Linked DNA regions of Zea mays: all the other regions are linked to region 3. The links are chromatin contacts, called in public Hi-C maps. All regions are on one chromosome and are shown on one strand. The core of a region is the stretch at or near the end of the contact, and the rest is flanking DNA. Distances in the headings are between cores, read along the strand shown. Region 1 holds the start of LOC100381786. Region 2 holds the start of LOC100281147 (zinc-finger protein 1). Region 3 holds the start of LOC100502453.

Evidence for each region. A called contact is a pair of places that touch in the nucleus more often than the background predicts.
Region 1: a contact with region 3 is called in a Hi-C map of ear, with 4 times the contacts expected there. The contact joins the promoter of LOC100381786 here to the promoter of LOC100502453 in region 3. A contact is called at or near these places in 3 of 25 Hi-C or Micro-C datasets (bundle sheath, ear and tassel).
Region 2: a contact with region 3 is called in a Hi-C map of endosperm, with 2.7 times the contacts expected there. The contact joins the promoter of LOC100281147 here to the promoter of LOC100502453 in region 3. A contact is called at or near these places in 2 of 25 Hi-C or Micro-C datasets (endosperm and tassel).

The regions. Positions count from the first base shown.
Region 1 is chr1:166,137,463-166,141,060 of Zm-B73-REFERENCE-NAM-5.0, forward strand. It overlaps LOC100381786, which reads left to right and starts at 1,581. Exons shown (of 4, transcript NM_001174585.1): 1 at 1,581-1,827; 2 at 2,502-2,892; 3 at 3,020-3,121. The coding sequence starts at 1,681.
Region 2 is chr1:165,958,520-165,961,949 of Zm-B73-REFERENCE-NAM-5.0, forward strand. LOC100281147 (zinc-finger protein 1) reads left to right here and starts at 1,472. Exons shown (of 1, transcript NM_001154066.2): 1 at 1,472-2,691. The coding sequence starts at 1,718. The coding sequence ends at 2,551.
Region 3 is chr1:165,422,785-165,426,136 of Zm-B73-REFERENCE-NAM-5.0, forward strand. LOC100502453 reads left to right here and starts at 1,441. Exons shown (of 3, transcript NM_001348473.1): 1 at 1,441-1,940; 2 at 2,041-2,121; 3 at 3,110-3,352. The coding sequence starts at 1,620.

The DNA of each region.
Region 1 (3,598 bases), core at 331-2,830, 710 kb after region 3:
TATGGATTTAAACCGACTCAATACAACCCAATCCACATGGATTGACGGTGAAACGAACAAGCCCTAAAGTGGAGTTGTGTCCTTGACCCAATATTATCTTCTCCCATGTATGTCTTCAAATCTGCATCATGGTGTATCTATATGCAAAAATGTATCTATATTATTGGACTAGGATGACAATGAGTGCCTTTTGTGCTAGACTCTCGATTTGTGAGCCGCTACGCGTATATAAGGAGCAAGGAGGTGAGGAGTGCTGCACCAGCGGTATTCCTCACTTGTGCCTACAAGTTACCGCCCTCAGCGCCATCTGTGAAGCTTCCTTTGTTGTTTTATATGGCTCACATCTAAATGAGCGCTTTAGTTCCTATACCATATATTCTGACTCTCCCTATGGAGACGATGTTAACCGCGCTGTCGAGAAGGACCATGTGGAAGAAGCCGCCGATAGTCCAATCCAAGTTATGTAGAATGAAAATTCGCCGGAAGAAAACAAGCCTAAGAACCAGGACGAAGAATCTGGTGCCAAATAGAATGTCAAAGAACCTAGCTATTTGGATGTTAGAAAGTCGATAGTGAAAGAAGGGCATGTAGCTAATTAACTAGTTAATTATAACTAATTAAATTGATTTTTAGTCTCATCTAGTAATTATCGTATTAACATTTTTTAAACGGAGACACGCAGGTACATTTGATATACGATACAGTTTATATAAAACTAATAACAAAAATAAAATAAAACGATAGCCGCGGAGCGGAATCAACGGGTGGAAAAAGCTAGCGGCGCCCGAGTAACCACGACACCGACCCTTAAATGGCGGCTTGCCATATAACCCGCCCTCACTCCAGCCCGCGGTCCAGCCCCTGTCCCCGTCACCTCCTCTGCTCCGTAGCGCCGCCATCCGTGGCGGCGGCAATCTACCGAACACCGTGCGTGCGTGTGTTGCCGCAATGGCCTCGCACCACCTCGCCAGCCCCGCCGCGGCCGCAACCTCCGCCGCCACCGTCTCCAGGGCTCTCTTCAAGCATGCCTACACTAAACCCTCTTACTCCCTTCTCCACGCCCCGCTCCTCCGCGCCGTCGCCGCCCGGCCCGCGCTCCTCTCCGCCGCCACCGCGGTCTCCACTACGGCGGCGCCCGCGGCCGCAGCTATGGACAACGTGGAGGAGTGGGGGCTGAGGCCGCTGGCCGAGGTCGACCCGGAGGTGTACGACCTAATCGAGCGCGAGAAGCGGCGGCAGCGAGCGGGTATCGAGCTCATCGCCTCGGAGAACTTCACCTCGCTCGCTGTCATGGAGGCGCTGGGCTCCCCGCTCACCAACAAGTACTCGGAGGGCATGCCGGGGGCGCGCTACTACGGCGGCAACGAGGTCATCGACGAAATCGAGGAGCTCTGCCGGACCCGCGCGCTCGCCGCCTTCCACCTCGACCCCGCCCGCTGGGGCGTCAACGTGCAGCCCTACTCGGGGTCCCCCGCCAATTTCGCGGCTTACACGGGGCTGCTCCAGCCGAACGACAGGATCATGGGGCTCGACCTGCCGTCCGGGGGCCACCTCACCCACGGGTACTACACGGCGAGTGGCAAGAAGATTTCTGCAACCTCCATCTACTTCCAGAGCCTGCCGTATAAGGTGAGCTCCGACACCGGGTACGTCGACTACGATAAGCTGGAGGAAAAGGCCATGGATTTCCGCCCCAAGCTTATCATCTGTGGCGGTAGTGCGTGCCCTCGGGAGTGGGATTACGCCAGGTTCAGGGCCATCGCAGACAAGTGCGGGGCCATGTTGCTCTGCGACATGGCTCATATCAGTGGTCTCGTTGCTGCGCAGGTAACTAATTGTCTTTGTTGCTGCGTATTTAAACTATACTCTATATGCGTTTCAATTGCCGATTGTTTATGAATATAAACGTTTTACTTTCTATCGTCAGTTGTGTTTATCTGAGTAGTCGATACAAAAGTTGTAGCTTTTCTATGTAAGGCAAGCACTATTTCTCCAAGTGAGGTGATCGATCATCCTGATTGTGCCATCAACTGGTGTCACTCCTTTAGCTAGATAGAATTTGCACACGAAGAAAGAGTTTTTGGAGCAGAAGGGGAAAAACAAACTAGGACAGTTTTCCCTATGGAGCAAACAAAAAGAAATGCAGTAAAATCTGCTGTTTAGATTGAGATGGCATGCCCAAGTTTGTCAAATCTATTGACAATTCTGAAGTCATGTGATCTAGTAATCTCTCACCGGCATTGATGTAGACTTGTAGAGTAATTTGTGGAGTGTCTCAGATCAATAGTCAATGATCAACTTATGAACATACAAACAGAGCACCAAATGCATGCATCCAAACTAAGTGATGACATGATGCTATTGGCCAGGGTAGTTATGGATGCAGAAATTTGAATTTTTCAAGTTAAACTTTGTAATTTCTACAGAAATCCTGCTGGACTCCCATATTCTGTATATTCTTTTACTTTACCATCCATGTTAATTCCTTCATTCTTCTATAGGAGGCTTTGGATCCTTTTGAGTTCTCTGATGTGGTTACCACTACGACCCACAAAAGTCTTCGAGGGCCAAGGTCTGGTATGATTTTCTACAGGAAGGGCCCAAAGCCTCCAAAAAAAGGCCAGCCTGAGGGTGCTCTGTATGACTACGAGGACAAGATCAACTTTGCTGTGTTCCCGTCACTCCAGGGGGGGCCTCACAATCACCAAATTGCTGCTCTAGCTGTAGCCTTGAAACAGGCCATGTCACCTGGATTCAAGGCCTATATCCAGCAGGTCAAGGCAAACACAGTTTCCCTTGGTAACCATTTGATGAGTAAGGGCTACAAGTTGGTTACTGATGGAACAGAGAACCACCTTGTTCTCTGGGATCTGCGCCCTCTTGGCTTGACTGGTATGCATAGCAAGATTCTTTTGTTTTCCTTTTTGGCGAGGAGCATAGCAGGATTCGATGGCATGCTTTGGCTTTCCCTTAGCAGGCTGTACAAACTTGCTATAAAATTGGTTTATCAAAATTGCAGGCAATAAAGTTGAGATGCTATGTGACCTATGCAACATTACACTGAACAAAAATGCTGTCTTTGGTGACAGCAGTGCATTATCACCTGGTGGTGTGCGCATTGGTCAGTATCTCTTTCTTACCAACAGATTTATAGCACAACGATGCTTATTGTGTGATGTGCATGAATAGGATTCTGTTGCTCTTTTTGATCTCATGTTTTTTACTCTGTTACTGTTAGGGGTCACTGAGAAGGAAAGATGCTATGGTTGAAGTGATTTAATCGTGCTTTACTTGTCATGTGGTATCCTGGAGTATAACGGGGTGTGAGATGAGTCAACAAATAAAATAGTACCGTATATGTTATATAAAATCTTGTGGGGCATCTGCATCTGCTTCCCTTCAGTGGTGATTCCTTTTATCATCATAGAATGAAGGGGCCTCATAAGTCTAAAATGAGATTTTAGATTTTCTTGGTTACATACATAATATAATTCCTTACTTTTTCTGTTGGGCTGATTAATTTTCCATTTTAAACATACAACAATTTAAATCTTAATCAACCTCTAGAACTTGTCAGACTTGCTTTTGGAAGGCTCAC
Region 2 (3,430 bases), core at 222-2,721, 540 kb after region 3:
TCTGATAACTGACAATGTACGAGGGAACTTCTACCGGCAGGTGTGGCACGTGCTCTTCAATGATGAGACCATGCAAATCGTGGCATAAATCGAAGTATGTATGTATAATACCGATGGTTGCAATGTAGTAGTGAAATAGCTAAATTAAAATAACAAAATTTATGTATGGCTAGGATTACAAATGGATTATGAAACATTTTTTTATAACAATATAAAACACATTTTGTATATAAATTATTATGTTATTATGTATTTCCGTTGCAACGTACGGGCACTCACCTAGTTACCCTATATATTATATATAGGAGATTGTTTCGGCGTTTCAGTTATACTCGACATTGTATACGTACGCCAATATAAAAATACAATTGATGCGGCTGCCAATCATAGGCAGTAAGAAGACGGTTTTCCATATATTTTTACAAATGGGGATCTCTGTGAGCACCGCGCTGAAGCAGCATGTGATGTGAGTGAGGCCACAGTGTTGGCGATGCACAGTGACGACCTGCGTCACTGCGTGCATCGGTCCTATGTGCACGCCGGCCGGCCTGCCGGCGGCCTAATCTTGGCCACACAGCAATGCATGCACACACACACCTCATGATTTTTAAGACTGGCCGCAGCGCCGCACGCTACGGCGCGCGCTCGCTTGCATGCCGGCTACAGCGCACGCGCTATCGCCCGCAGCGCAGCACGCTATCGCGCACTCCACCGCGTGGGACTCTTCTCTCTCCCCTCAGCTGCAGCACGCGCGCTCTCCCCCCTACCACTGTTCCTGTGGGCCCGCCTTCAATTAATAGTAGAAGAAAAATTGATAGTCGATGAAAAGTAGGTATAGAAAATGATATTTTATATTGTAGTGGGATATAGGGGGAGTATTTAGGGGAAACCACTGCGGGAGATAAAAAAGTAGGGGATACACTATTGATGATGTGACCCAGAAAAGTGATATAGGGGGAAAAATTTAGAGGGAACCGCTGCGGATAGCCTAAGCGAAACAAACACAGCAGCATCCCAGCAGGCAGCAGGCCAGCACGCGTCACGGCGAGCAGTACACCCTGGCATCTGCAGTTGGGGCAGTTGGGGGCCGCCTCTGCCCCGCACCGCCCGCAGAGAGTACGGAACTTTCGCCATCATGGCATCATCTCCTCCCTTTCCTTCCCCTGGACTGCATCCCTGCCTGCAAGGCGCAAGTCGTCCGATCCATCTGCATCTGCTGACCCGCCCACCGGTCGGTAACGGAGTGGAGTGGTGGTCAGCTCAGCTGACGCGTCGTTAAAAGTGTTAAACAATTCCGTCACTCTTCTCTTCTTCTACTCGTCCCTGCCATGAGATGAGCCAGACACAAGAGTGTTTGACCCCGAGACTCTTCTTCCTCATCCTCCCAGAGTAGTTATCCCGAGGAGCCATCCAGTCGAGTCGAGTATAAAATGCCCTCAGCTCGGTCCATTTACTTGCCCTACTCCTCCGCTCACTACACATCACTTCCGGAAGCAACCGCGCACCTCCTCTCCTCTGGTCTGTTCCTTCGTCGCCAAGCAAATAAACTTGCGGCAAGCACAGCTTGTTTGTTCGTTTGTTGTGCAAAGCAGCAGGGAGCGTTATTTATAGCTCAGACAGAGAGATACACAGAGTCACACACACAGAGAGAGAGAGAGAGCGAGCGAGCGAGAGACAGCGCTGAGCTGAGCTGAGCTGATCATCTTTTCGGCGGCACATGGCGGTTCTTGACGCGGCGGTGACGCCGTCGCCGAGCGGCAGGGCGGACGCGGCGGCGGCGGACCAGGTCGCCACGACGAGCGGCTGCGGCGGCCGCGCGGCAGAGGAGGCGGAGGCGGTGCTGCTGCAGCAGGAGCATGACGGCCAAGGGCGCGCGAAGCGAAAGCGCTCGAGGCGCCGCCGCGACCGCGACGGCCAGCAGCCCAAGGAGCCGACCACCCAGGAGGAGTACCTGGCGCTGTGCCTCGTCATGCTGGCGACCGGCCGCCGCGACGCCGACGCCGACGCCGCGGCTCCGCCGCAGGACCACGCGTGCTCCGTCTGCGGCAAGGCGTTCCCGTCGTACCAGGCGCTGGGCGGCCACAAGGCCAGCCACCGCGCCAAGCCCTCGCCCTCGCCTTCTCCGGCGGCGGCGCTGGCGCCGGAGCCGGGCGCAGGAGACGGGGACCGCCACGACGAGAAGAAGCCGGCGCAGCCGTCCTCGTCGTCGGCTGGCTCCAGACCCGCGGCGGCGGCGCACGAGTGCAACGTGTGCGGGAAGGCGTTCCCGACGGGGCAGGCGCTGGGCGGCCACAAGCGCCGCCACTACGACGGCACCATCGGCAGCGCCGCCGCGCCCGCCCGCGCGTCCTCCTCCTCCGTGCCAGCCTCGGCGGCCACCAGCAGCCTCGGTGCCGCCACCTCCGTGCCAGCCTCGGCGCCGCCGCCGCCGCAGGCCGTCGCCTTCGACCTCAACCTGCCTGCGCTGCCGGAGCGGTGCGCGGGCGTGGACGAAGACGAGGTGCTCAGCCCGCTCGCGTTCAAGAAGCCCCGCTTCATGATCCCGGCCTAGTTAGTGTTAAGCTCGTGTGGATCAGCAGCTCATTTGTTCGTCACTTGTGCTCCGTGTCTTGGATTGTTCATCTAGATCGTAGTGGTGATTAGTTCGGATCGTGTGTATATACAGTCATCATATTCATTGTTTATTAGCTACATACATGTGATATAGGAGTAGGTAGAAGCAAGGATCAATTCTTTCATTGGTGTGTAAATAATACATGTAAATAAACACAATAAGAATTTATTCATTTTGCTCTTAATCTATATGGATTGGTTGTGACTTAATAGTTTTAAATTATAAACAAGTCACATCTTTTATAATTTTTTTTCAATCTCATTCAATATGTTGGCGTCGATCTGGGCGCCAATCATCGGAAGATGAACCGATGACGGTGCTCTCTATGGAGGCGTGGACGGTCTGAGACACATGATCGGACGGGCCACGACTTGGGTGCAGGAGCGGCTCCTTCTCTGCATACGTCCGAATGATCCGCGTCTAGGCTCGAACGATCCGCGATGGAGCGGAGGGTCATCTTCTTCACAGCAGACCTAGATCTCGCATCCCGAGAGAGACCTCATCAGGGAGGAAAGACCTTAATGTGTGTCTTGGGGTCGACAGGGCATCCAAGATGCCTCTAGTCAACGTAGAGTCGAAGACGTAGAGTCGAAGAGAGGGTAAGATTCGAGACAGAGGAAGGCTAAACTAGGGCTACTCTTAATGCATAAGGTAAAAATGATGTGTAGAATTGATTGAATCGTTGTCGAGGTTCAATCGACTGTAAACCTTCATCTATATAAAGGTGAGGTATGGACCCGTAACAAGTCGGTTCTCGAGTTAATCGCACATGTTTAGCTAGCAACTCCCGTAAGAAATCTGGAACCCTAACTGATT
Region 3 (3,352 bases), core at 191-2,690:
AGTTTTATTAAATTAGTTAATATTTAGCTAGTTATTTATTAGCTAGCTAATTTCACTAGCAATTTTTTTTGCCAACTAACTGTTAGTTCTAGTGAATTCAAACATCCCTTAACGGCTTGTTCGGTTCTACCCCAATCTATATGAATTGATGGAGATTGAGAGGATTTCAATCCCTAGTAAGTCAAAATCTCTCTCAATCCGTATTAATCCCCTTCAATCTATATGGATTGAAAATAACCGAACATACCCTAAATTGGGATGGACACTACTTTGTGTGACAAATTTTATGTGCCGCATATCTAAAATCGGGATGAACTTACGTGGTACGCAACACCGTAACAGCTTCTTAGGCTATCCGCAACGGTTACCTCTAAATTTTTCCCCCTATATCACTTTTCCTCCTATTTTTCCCCCTATTTTTTCATCTCCCGCAGCGGTTCCCCCTAAATACTCCCCCTATACCCCACTACCACTATAAAATATCATTTTCTATACCAACTATCAATTTTTTATCTACTAACAATTACTCGTGGACCCATAGCACAATGTTTAGGGTGATGAACAGTGACACGCTAGATCTGGGGGGAGAGAGAAGAGAACCGACGTGTAGGGGGACCGCATGCAAGGGGAGGGGGAGAGGCAGCGGTAACCGCTGCGCACAGCCTTACCCCATGTTTTCCCGCTTATTTTGCTGCCCGCCGATGCTAGAGCTGTGTCTTGTTCCGATCCCGAATCGTTTGTGACGAAGAGTTCTTCGCGCTGACGTCAATATATAGAGAGAGCTAAATACAGTTTCCAGCTACAGGAACACTTGGTTGCAGCGCCATCAAACAATTCTAACAGCGACTCAAACAACAACGCCAGCAGCATCAACAATATGTCCAAAATTCAGTACCACCACATGGTTTCTCATCTGACGGTGAGCTGAACCTGATCGCATCTCCAGACCAGTTTATTCAGCAGATGAACATGAACCTCGACGAAGGCCCTGTTCCAATGTCGCGAGATAAACTTTAGCAGCTATTTTTTAGCTACTTTTAGCCATTTATAGGCCCCATTTCAATCTCACGGGATAAACTTTAGCTTCCTGCTAAACTTTAGCTATATGAATTGAAGTGCTAAAGTTTAGTTTCAATTACCACCATTAGCTCTCATGTTTAGATTATAAATGGCTAAAAGTAGCTAAAAAATAGCTGCTAAAGTTTATCTCGCGAGATTGGAACGGGGCCATAATCTAAACATGAGAGCTAATGGTGATAATTGAAACTAAACTTTAGCACTTCAATTCATATAGCTAAAGTTTAGCAGGAAGCTAAAGTTTAGCTCATGAGATTGAAACGGGGCCGAACTCACGCACTCGATCTCGAACCAACCAGACCACACCAGCGTATCACCATCAGAGCCTGAGGTCCAAGTCGATCTTACTCGGCTGAATCGGCTCACACGCTTGCTCATACTCCGAGTGCGGCGCTCTCAGCCTGAAGCTCCCAGGCCAGGCCGAGCTCGGCGCCTCCTCGCACGGGACCGTTGCCCAGGCCGCCGCCGCCACGCCGCCCTCGAGGAACCTCGCCGCCGTCCTGACCGCCGGCGCCGGCGCCGGGTTGGCTCGGAGGGAGCGCATGAGGGCGGCGTGCGCGTGCAGCGGCAGGCCGCCCACGACCACCCGCTGCGCGTGGTACGAGGATCGCTTGGCGGCGCTGCGCTCCCGCTTGTGCGCGTTCTGGTGCCCGCCCAGCGCCTGCGAGCTGAAGAACTTGCGCAGGCAGAAGTTGCAGGAGAACACCTTGTGCGGGGGCGGCTTGGCGGCGGACCCGGACCCGGACCCGGACTCGGAGTCCGCGGAGCAGCTCGCGGCGTCCGGGGACGGAGACGGCGACGGCGATTCGCTCGCGCCCAGCGTCAGGTTCAGCCACGCCGCGCCGTCGCCGTGCTGCTCCCTGGTGAGTCGCTGCTCTGCTGTGCTGGCCTTGCTCACTACTGACGATGCCTCGTCTCCTCGCTCCATATCTCTCTCTCTTGCTCTGCTTGTTCTTGCTTTAGGTTGCAGGCTTGCAGCCCCTGGATGGCTGGATGGTGCATCAGAAGCAGCTTGCAGTTTGTTGCTTTATAAAGGAGGACGAGGTACGACTAGCATCATTGAATTTTTTTGGGGGGAAGGGGGTAATAATTGAGGGCTTGTCTCTGTGAGGAATCTGGAGGTGAAGAACTTTGTCTGGAGTTTTCAGTGGATATCTATCAAGTTGCTTATCTATCTCCCATCCCTGGGCTCTGGCCCATGCATATATAAATGATAAATCTTTTATCACTCCACTTGCCATGGACGACCCCCATGGCGATGGCGATTTGATTTCCTGGATCACCCGCCCCATCTCACTTCTCGACGTGCGCGCGCCGCTGTTCCTCTTCCTTTTTTTCCCAAAAGAAAACGGAGTGACAATACAGCTCATGGCAAAGGTTTTTATGCTCTCCATCCATCCATGCAGGTGCCATCCGGCCACCCTGCAGGGGATGCTATAGTAGCTACCGAAAGCGACCTGCCATTGACAAGAGTCATGAGCCTTGTTGGGATTATTATGAGGAACGCCGGCAGCTTCAGACTCTAGGGGCGACTGTTAGGTCAGGCCACAACAGGGAATCCCTCCTGCGACAGGCACCTTGTCCTGTCTTGTGCGCCACTGTTGCTTCATTGCTTGGGCATTTGTGCGGTGTGCACTGCTGATGACACACACAGTCCAGCACAAGCCTTTTTCATCAATTCCAGTGGCAGCGTGCCTAGCTTCTCTGGAAACCAATTGCTTGCTTGCTTGCTTGCACTGAAAGGATGCTGGTTAATGGTTAGGTCAGGACTCACGATGATCCGGATCAACAGGCGACAGCAGCAATGGGTGACGAGAGAAGTAGTAACAGCTATCTCTTTCTTTGGGATCCAAATAATTGAGTTGTTTTTTTGTACTGCAGATGCGCTGTGGCCACATGCTGTTCTTTCTGCTAACTTCCGCATCAGGCATCAGATTTTCTGCCTCCTTTTTTTTTCCTGGTGCTTTAGACTGTTGCTGTCACAGGTACGGTGCACTGGAAGGAAGCTGACCACCTGTTCTGTTCTTTTTAGGTGGTCTTTCTTTCTTTCTTTCATGGCGAGATGGGACGGGAGCCGAGTTCTTGCTCGCCTTTGCTTGTGCAAGCCGTGACGGCGATGACGTCGGAACCCGAATGTGCTGCTTTGGGGCTGGTGGGATGGATAGGGATACCGAGTCAACTTGATCAAGATAGAAAAGGAGAGACGCCTAGGGGTTCCTCCTCCTTCCAGGCTCCCACGTATACTTTACAATATCTGCAGACATGTGTCATTTTC